Linked DNA regions of Mus musculus: region 2 is linked to region 1. The links are chromatin contacts, called in public HiChIP or PLAC-seq maps. All regions are on one chromosome and are shown on one strand. Each heading gives the region's core, a stretch centred on a gene start, on an enhancer-like site or on the middle of the called end of the contact. The rest is flanking DNA. Distances are from core to core; before and after follow the strand shown.

Evidence for each region. HiChIP or PLAC-seq counts read pairs in DNA pulled down with a chosen protein or histone mark.
Region 2: a contact with region 1 is called in an H3K27ac HiChIP or PLAC-seq map of hepatocytes, with 4 times the contacts expected there. The contact joins two enhancer-like sites. A contact is called at or near these places in 2 of 484 Hi-C or Micro-C datasets (both in liver) and 1 of 115 datasets of contacts at active chromatin or transcription factors (hepatocytes).

What each region holds. Positions count from the first base shown.
Region 1 is chr10:106,935,753-106,940,736 of GRCm38.p6, reverse strand. It overlaps Acss3 (acyl-CoA synthetase short-chain family member 3), which reads left to right. Exons shown (of 16, transcript NM_001142804.2): 14 at 3,234-3,333; 15 at 3,418-3,593; 16 at 4,505-4,984. The coding sequence ends at 4,573. Among named protein-coding and RNA genes, the nearest start is that of Acss3, 190 kb to the left of the region's middle. Within about 2 kb of position 3,541, at least 3 of the 459 cell types and tissues checked have an H3K27ac peak or open chromatin away from gene starts, as enhancers often do. A contact at or near this core is called in hepatocytes, where this site is marked.
Region 2 is chr10:107,314,008-107,319,044 of GRCm38.p6, reverse strand. All of the region lies in intron 1 of Lin7a (lin-7 homolog A (C. elegans)), which reads right to left. Among named protein-coding and RNA genes, the nearest start is that of Lin7a, 45 kb to the right of the region's middle. Within about 2 kb of position 2,739, at least 7 of the 459 cell types and tissues checked have an H3K27ac peak or open chromatin away from gene starts, as enhancers often do. A contact at or near this core is called in hepatocytes, where this site is marked.

The sequences.
Region 1 (4,984 bases), core at 2,292-4,791:
TAAAGTGGCCTATATAAAAGTGGCCATATTTGGAACAACAATGACAGCTATTTACCAAGAAAGTTAGTTGTGTTTTAAGTAGCATTCTTGTCTTAGCTCCTTAATGCAAGTCCATTATCAGTGCTTCATTGGCTTCACATGGAGGAAAAGCTTTCACTGTCCTCCTTGTGGGGTTTTGATTGATTTCTTGATCTCAGATGTTGTCAACATGCATTTTTGATGCTTTTCTCTTAAATTGTCCATTTAAAACTGCCATTTACGATGCAAATGTCATTAGTAGAACAACTAAGAAAGCCTCCCCTCTTCCTTTCTTGTTTCTACTGAATGGTTGAATGACATCATATTTTATCCAGTATTATAATGTACTTTATTTAGAGCTGACACGACATTCCGGAAAAATGAAACATTGTGATATTATATTCCAGGGGACTGTATGACTTATCCACAAATTATCTTTGGCTTTTAAAAATAATCAGCAGTTTCCTAACCAGATCAACATGTATCCCCATTAAAGATAGAAAAGCGAAGCAACTGGATGATAATTGGTAAAAAGTACACTGGAGAAGTTTTAGTATTTATATTTGGTTACCTGTATTGTCTTACTAGTTACACAACCAAATACCTGAAAGAAGTATTCAATAATGACCTTTGAATAGATCATAGCATCTTACAAATTAAGTTTCAGATGTTTGGAGCACTATTGAACACATTGTTGATGACCATTAACTCTAGATAACCAAGTAAAATGGCCATTCTTCATTCATCCAATCAAATAGACACTATCTAGCCTACCTGTATGTAAGTTGCTCTGGGTAAATATTCTGTTGTCAAGACTGGCAAGCAACTATAGTAACTACCTAAGAAAATCAGGCACTAAGTTATGTCTATATTTTCAATATATGGATTTTAAAAGTAAGATTCTAAAAAAAAAAAATTGTGAAGCAGTTTGGAATGTCTCCAGACAGAGAATGAATTCCTTTCTTAAAGCACTAATTTAGCATGCATTATTTTCAGTTGTGAGCATGGAAATTCTTACAACCCAGGAGTTTAGAGAAGGGATGCACTCATGACTTGTATATCCAAACAGGACCATGTGAGGTCACACATTGGATCTGTACCAAATGATTTTGTTTATCTTGAGTATTCTGAGTGTTTTGAAAAAAGAAACTGCAGTTTCACTATGACTTCATAAAAATAAAACCAGTAAAACAGCAACAGTAACAAAAATCACGTGGATCTTAAAGGTGGCACACTCCTCATTCTGTTGTGTTTTGTTTTATTCTGTCTTTCTGGCTTTTTATTCTACTTTGCCAACTCTCTCTCTCTGTCTCTCTCTCTGTCTCTCTCTCTCTCTCTCTCTCTCTCTCTCTCTCTCTCTCTCTCTCTGTCTCTCTCTCTCTCTCTCTCTCTCTCCCTTTGTGTGTATCTCCATTAGATATTGGGGTTTCTTATGTCCTTCAAACTTTCTTCTTGCTACTTTCTTCCTAAATAATCTGATCTATGTCTATAACTTCCGTTGTCATCTTTGCATGGATCAGAAGTAAATGTGATATTTAGATCGTGAATCTTCTTGGATCCCTGTATACAACTAACTCTTTTACTTGGGTGTCTTGAAAGCATCTGAAGGGACTGGCTGTCTCTCTGGTGTTTTTTCCTAAGTACCTTTTATAACAAATATGCCACTTTGGTACTGGTGAGTCAGGGATGTTGTGCATATGTGAGGGCACAATCTATATGGGAAGTTTCTACTTTCGGCTTAGTTTATTATAATTTTATGGCTGCTGTACAAAATGTGCTTTAAAATTTCACTCTGACCTTATGCTGCCTCTTCCTGAAGTTGCTGCATTCTTTCCCAGTTTTGCTAAAATAAAGGTTGAGTTAAGATCCCTAAAGAGCTCCCATTTAATAGGTAGCTGCTTCTCATCTACTGTCGTCACCAATGTCTTTCTGTGTTCTCCAGCCTCACCCACTTCTTCATCTGAATGCATGTTGCATAGTTTCGCTGAGATTTTCTCCTCCTCCTTATGTGGTAAATGTCTATCCATATATTCTTATCATCATCTGCTAAGGGATGAGGTCCATATTCTTGGGCCTAGATAACACATTTCCTTAGAAGCTGTATCCCTTTTCAATATACACGTTCATAAAAATCAAGCAAACATCTTCCCTGGTGGACTAAGCTCCATTAAATGATACTCTATGTATTTCTGCTCTTCCTTGAGCTTGCTGTATTAACACTGTGGTTTAGAAAGCATCCGATATTAGTCAAATGCATGAATAGAAGATAGAAAAATCTCTAGGGAAGGAGCTTTGTATTCAGATTATTGGCTGCTCTTTCTTGTTAGACTGGTGAGAAACCTGAAATATGAATCAATCTCAGAGGAGGACATAAAAGTAAAACAGGTACAGTTTTATAAGTCCCACCTTAGCATACCCTTAAACTACAGGCATTTATGTCCTGTGGTAGATCAATCTGTGTTCCTAGAGAGATGGCTGTATTGTTCTGTATAGCCTAGAGAGCTTAGGGGACCACTATATGTTGTGGTGCATACCTTTAATCCCAGCACTCAAGAGGCAGAAGCAGGCAGATCTCAGAGTTGAGGGCCAGCATGATAAACAGAATAAGATGCCTGACAGCCAAGGTAACATAGTAAAACCTTGTATCAAAATGAAAGGAAGGAAGGAAGGAAGGAAGGAAGGAAGGGAGGGAGGGAGGAATTACTTCCTATAGTGGTGATAATCTGATAACAGGACTACTCTTCATGACAAACCTCCCGTAAGTGCTAGAAAATCCTCTCTAGGTGGAAGGACAACCCACTGAGGAGAATACTGTTTATTCCTCAAAAATCAATCTACTCCCTCATCTTGGGACATCCTTATTAGGTAGGCGTCCCTGAAATGAAGTCAAATACACTCAAGGTTTCCCATTCGAGATGGCCCGTGTGCATTGTTTGCGTGCGGTACCCACAGCACGGCACGTTCTTTGATTTCGTTAATAAGCAATTAAGAAGCAGCAACAAGTTACTACTTTTCTGGGTAAGCTAAGCAAATTGTCTTTGTCTCCTTCAGCTCTTAGGAACAATCGTGGGAATCTGAACTGTTCACCTCAGATGCTGTGACATGAACCGGTTGGGAATTTCTGGACAGCAGCTCTGAATTTCGTCATTCTTTTTCTTACGTGTTAAGATTATAAGTGTATATGTCATCTAACGGCAGGTCTTTTCTCATTACAGTCAGTCCTCTCACACGGCACTGTGGCTGACTGCGCTGTGGTTGGCAAGGAAGACCCCTTGAAAGGTCACGTCCCCTTAGCACTCTGCGTGTTGAAGAAAGGTGAGGCATGTTTGTCATCTGTTACTGTTTGGCCCTAAACGAGTGGCATTAATTTGGTACTTAACGGCTCAACTTTCTCCCTAGACGTAAATGCATCAGAAGAACAAGTTTTGGAAGAGATTGTGAAACATGTTAGGCAGAGCATTGGCCCTGTGGCTGCTTTTCGAAATGCGGTTTTCGTCAAACAGTTACCCAAAACCAGGTCTGGCAAAATTCCACGGTCTACACTGTCTGCCCTGGTTAATGGCAAGCCTTATAAGGTAAATGATTTAGAATCTTTAATGCTGAGTCCTGCAATAATTTTCACAATGTCTTTGGCACCAGGAAAGCTCTATTGGATTAAAGTTTTCAACATGAATTTTATCTACACCAAGCCATCTTCATTCTCTATGAGGAGAGCTTGAGAAAGAAGCATTGGTTAAAACCACGTGCTTTAATCATAGGAACTGTTGTGTGAACATTGCTTTCAGCAGTTTTATAAACTTCAAACAGACTTGCAGAAATTCATTCCTTTGAACTAAATGCACACATTACTTGATTTCAGTCACTAATGACCATCCACGATGAGAAAGTGAAGTGTTTGAGAAGTCTAAAATGTTCTAACCTATCACTTCTAATTATTTTTACTATTTTGAGGGAAATCATTTTTGGAAACTTTAGACTGATTCAAGCACATATATATGTCAATGTCAAGGCATGTTATTGGCGTAGAGATCTATAATTTCATCAAAAATTTATATAATAATAATAACTTTCTAAGCAATTTTCAGAATAAATAAAATGCTGGAGAAATATGTAGAAATACGAGCAATTTTGCTAAATAAATTCTTTCCTTCATTATCCTAAAAGATCAGTATTTAAGTATTTGGCTTGAAGTTCCCTATTTTACAGGTGTTTTATGAAATAACTGGGGGTATAAATTCTTTGCACCTATAGTCCCAGTATTTAGGAGGTAAAGCAAGGCAGATAAGGAACCCAAGGCTGAGTTTTCATACCCAAGACATTTGAAGCCAACCTGTACTCCATGAGACCCTATCTCAAGAAAAAAAATCAAAACAAATAAAAATCAACAAAAATGAATGGTGAAACAACGCATGTCACTGTTTGTTGTACAAAGTCACAGCAAAGTTCACGGGAGGACGCGCATCTGACACTGCCTATTTATTTCCAGGTGACCCCTACGATTGAGGACCCCAGCATTTTTGGTCACATTGAAGAAGTGCTGAAGCAGGCTGTGTGATTTTTGCTTCCTACGTTCAACCACTTGGTCTTAACTTTCTAGCTGGATTTAAGTCATTTATTTTCTATAAATGAATACTTGAAACAAAATCCCTTATCAACTCAGATGTGAGCTGTAGTGTTTTGTCAGTCTAGTAGCCCCTGAAAGAGACTATATATATTGTTTCATGTGAGCCAGTTTGCACAATTACCTCTTTTCTGTAACATGGATCATTATATGCTATCTAGTGTATTGAGGAACGTGTCTTTGGTGTACAGTTTTACAAATTCATGTGCTTTACAAACACATTTTAATCAAAAAATATCTGAACTATAAATGTACTTTCTGGAGATAGGAATCAACCACACTTTGATCAAAATCTAAACTGAAATCAAAGTTGGAATATAATTTAAAAGGTTATTGTGGAGACTC
Region 2 (5,037 bases), core at 1,490-3,989, 380 kb before region 1:
GTCATTCACATTCCTTATATGGGGTAGCTGGGTAAAGATAGAATATTTCTAAGGACATTTTTTTTTTTTTTTTACTAATTTTGGACAGAATCACATAACATTTGCGTCTGCTCCATTAGCTAAGGGAGGAAGGTCTCAGAGGAGCAACTTTAGAGAGTGGAAGCTCTGAGAGGATTAACATGCCTTCCTTTGCTTCATAGGGGGTGGGGATTGTCATCAGCCTGCCTTCTATATCTATCTGGGCAGGCCAAGAGGGTTTAGGCAGAAATGGCACTTGGGTCCTGAGCCTTCTTGCTGATATTGGTCCATTTAAGTCCATTAACATGAAGCCAGGGAAACCCAGAAGGTGATGAAAGATAAATGGACCCTGAAAGCCAACAGGAGGAAAACAATGGGCCCTCCACCACAATCCTGGCCAGTGCTGGAAACAAAAGGGAAGTGACTGAGAACTGGACGTGAGACCTGGACCTGTACACAGAACTCTGCTTCTGTACAACACACACACACACACACACACACACACACACACACACACACAAACACACAAACACACACAAAACAAAAAGCCCAAGACCAGGATCCTGGAAGGTAGACAAACTTTTGAGACAGCTCAATAGTTACAAGTACTACAGTGAAGCTTGCGGCTTACTTACTAGAACAATCTTGTGGTTCTTGTTCAGAATTTCCCTGCATTTATTTTATGAAACCCAAACTGGTTGCTAACATAAAAGCTCCATTCTATGGGTGTCTTAGTTTAGGATGGACACTAGATAGGGATGGAAGCCTGCTAAGCAGCCACAGGGAAACAAGATCCCCAAATGGCTTTTCTTTCTGAAAGTTCATCTTAGTTACTGACTCTGACCACTGCCACCCCACCATGAAAAAGAGAACCCTTGGGAACCATATGTGTATACCCACCCACCTTTATAACTTCAGTTGTAGTTACCCTCCTCTTAAAACCAATGGCAACCTCTGATTGTTCATCTGTGATTTGGGAATCTTAGTCCATTTTCAGATGCTCTAGAGAATGCTACAGACTGGCTAATTTAGAAAGAACAGTTTATTTCTCATAGAGGGTTTTGAGGCTGAGGAGGTCAAGATTGAAGGTTTGCAACCTGGTGAGGGATTTCTTACTGAGTCACGATACCACAGAAGCTATCATGTGGGAAGTACAGAAAACAGAGCTATCTCCTAGAACAGAGCCACTCTCAAGGGAACCAAACGGCATCTACAATAATGGAATACACTGATAATTAACCCATCCACAAAGGTATAGCTCCGGTGACTCATCCCTCTCAAAATGTCCTGGTTGGTATTGCTACAATGGCAATTAAATGTCACCATTGATTTGACAGAGCTATTCAAACCACAGCATGCTCCTGTGCCTCCCTCCCACTTAGATTCTTCTGATATACACAATGCATCCCTCCCATCTCCAGGATTTCCAAATGCCTGCATTTATTCCAGCAACAACCCTGACGTTTAAAGTTCAAACTTTCATCTAAATCAGATGTAAGTCACATGCAATTCACAACTCAAGCTGAAACAATTTCCCTTATCTGGGAGACTATGAAATCAAAATTTAATCTACTCTCAAAATACAGCGATAAGACCAACATGAGACAGACTCTAGCACTCTAAAAACATAAATAGAAATAGGCGAAACAGATAATTTGGAAACAAGTTTTATAATTAGGACAAAGTACAAATAAGGCTGAAATGCGATAACAAAAATCACAGCAAGTCTTAAAACTGGAAAATTAATTTAATTTTGGATCTTCCAAGATGGACATAGGTGTATACAAATAAGAATCTGATGTCTGCAGATTCATGATCTCCCTGACTCTCTCTCATTGTCTTGGTCACTTTCTCTGCATATTAATCATTTCAGCAAATAGTTGCATGGTTATTCCATTTGTATTCTTTTCCAAATGAGATTTTTTTCTTTTACCCATACAAAATTCAAATGGTTCAAATCTTTATCTGATTTTCAATTTCCTTTAATTCTATTTTCTATCTTTAAGTAACTCATCTGCTATCTCACAGTGTATACAGTTAAATGTTGCCATGTAGCTGCCCAAGTGCTTGCTGCTTAGATATCTTTCCGGGGCTTGATATTTCAGTCCATCACAGGGATGTTCTCTATTTCATAAAGCCTTAAGACATGGGCATAATTCTACCAACTTCTTTGCTACTATATAGCAAGAGTGACCCTTTCCTTGAATCTCCAGTGTCTTATTACTCATTTTGGTCAGAAACCTCATGTACTTTACTGACTATATTTCTGTCAACATTCTTACCATGGCTTCAGTAAATAATTCTAAGACATTATAAACTTTTTCTATTCTTTTCTACTTCTTATCTCTAATTAGAATCATCCTTAGTACTCTACTCTATTCACAGCGACAGCCTGTTGCTAACCTCTGCCAATCTCTCTGAGCCTCTCTGCTTTCTGGTTGTTTCTGAGCCTTTCTGGTTTTTGCTATCGCTCATCATCTGGATACCAGTTTGTGTCAGTCTGTTCTCTGTGTCTATAACACAAACTCACAGACTGGGTCACTTATAAAGTAAATACATCTATTTCAGATCAAACGGATGGTGGATCCATGGGCATTGTACTGACAGCAAGGAACAACTTGTGCATAGTAACATGGGAGAAAGGCAAGCAGGCACACACCAGTCAGAACTCATGCTTAAAAAATACTTAGCCTACTCTCTCATTAATAGCATGGATCCATACTGGGCATAGGTCACTGCTTACCTAATCACCTGCCAAGGCTTTTACTGATTAACATTTAACTGATTGCAACTCACTCAGCACAAAGATGGTGAGGAGACACTAAAACTACAATTTAAGGCCATTGCATGTGAATGTCTTACTAAGTTTGAACTTACTTTATCTTCACACACGATTGTACATGGGGTAAATATCTCTTGTGTTACAAATGTTCTCATTATGATTATGCAGGGTTTAAATAACTCACTCACAAATGGAGGATTTAGTGGGATCTGGGACTGAGTGATGTTGAACCCGGAGCCTTTAATTCCCCTTTCCACTACGACTTTACTTTCATCAGCTTTTCTTCTTCTACGATCTGTACTTTCACAACAGCTTTGTGTCCTGCAGGCTTTCTTGGTCAGACGCCGAGCTCTTAATTTTTCCTCTTTCAATAAAGATTAACCCTTATGCATTTACCAGTGTACCTCTCTCAGGAGGGAGTTATTGATCAACAGGATCATCTGGGGAGCTTTCAAATGACAGAATAGAATGGTTATTAGCCTAGGCAGCCCACTGAAATTACCTGAGAGTACTGAAGAAAAAAAAAGTCAAAGATGCCTAGATCCTACTCACATATATTTCTGATTAAATTGAGCTTGTGTTTGACCTGGACATCATAAGCATCAGAATCCTGAAAGTATTCCAGCAATAATAATGTAAAGTTATGTTGAGACTCATTGGCATGGATTTTCAGTGTGTCCTTGCCATTTTAATTACAATTATATTCATTGTATAAAAGAGGAAACTCAGATCCAGATAAAAAAGTTTGTTCTCTAGGAAAAGAGCTGATAAGGAAGAGTTGAAATTTGAATGAAGCAATAGTGTTCTAGAATCCAGGCAACATTTGAAATGTTGCTTAACAAAGCATACACAGACAGATGTTTGTATCTTGAGGTTCTACTCCACATCTGTAACTAAAATTAGGTCCAAAATAGAATTAGGATTGATGAATGAGTCTGTTCCAAATATGTGCAGATCTTTTTGTCATTATTCCATGATAGGGTAGAATATAACAGTGATTTACATGACATTTTATTTATGCAATAATTTAGGTATAATGAATAATTTTGAGATGATAGAACATACGTATGAAGATATACTTATGCTCTTTTTCTATAAAAGATTTGAGCATTTACAGACTTGTGAGCTATGATGGGTGGAGATATTTTTCTGAATCAGTGTGAGTTAATGGCTATCATTCATTGAGAGCCAACAGTGCTTAGAAAAACCTTCACATGCATACAGAGAGATTACTGTTATTTCTATCATACAGGCATTGCAAAAACAAAATAAGGCTTAGATATATGAACTGTCTGGCCCCAAGCTACACAACCAATAGATGGGAAAGGCAGTCTTAAAAACAAAAGACAGTAGTAGTTAGTTGCCTATGTACTTATTTATTTATCCCTCTAACCTGATACTTAAAATAGATTGATGAAAGAAAAAAAAAGCAAGTTTCATACAAATTATCATTTAAATATAACAACACACAGCATCCTGAGCTGGATCAGACATGCATAAGATTGTCTCAGGATGCATTTGTTCATAATCATGCTGGATTGTAGAGAAATGGTCAAGACTCTACCTAGAGAGTACTGAAAATAGTAATAGGAAAAATTGATAACACTTCATTAAAAAATAAAGGAGTGCTGTAAATAAAATTGCAGTTTCAAAAAATAGCTAGTTTAAGAAATGGTGGACCTCAAGTGGAACAAGCTTCCAGTGATCTGAAATAATCATGGAGTCATCTTTTCAGTCTTCAATGATGACTTTTGACTAACGTGATTGGCATGTAGAATTTGGTCCACAATTCATCTGAAGTCGGAACTTGACCATGTAAAGGTATTTTGTACTAGGGCAGGCAGCAAAAATATATTAAGTACTATGGCAGATAATATGAAGTATTTACTCCAAAGTTTCTTATCCTTGCTACTGTCCACTCCAGAATGCAGACCATGAGAAGATCTCTCGGCCTCCAACATCTATCTTAATTTTGAGCAAGTTGTTATAAGTACAACGTCCAAAGAGGCCTTCAAGATGGACATACAGCATATGTACACTTTCAGAAGTTTGATCTATGTTCTTTTCTTCCTTCACACAGCTAAATTCGTTAATGTGCAGAGAATGGAAACAAGCATTACGTCATATTAAATATGGCTTCTGGGGTCCCAGGGATTTAGAAGCAGGACAGGCTCTAGCTCTTGATGTCTTTACCCAGATGTTGTACTTCTAGCTGTCTGACCTTGTGATTCTTGATA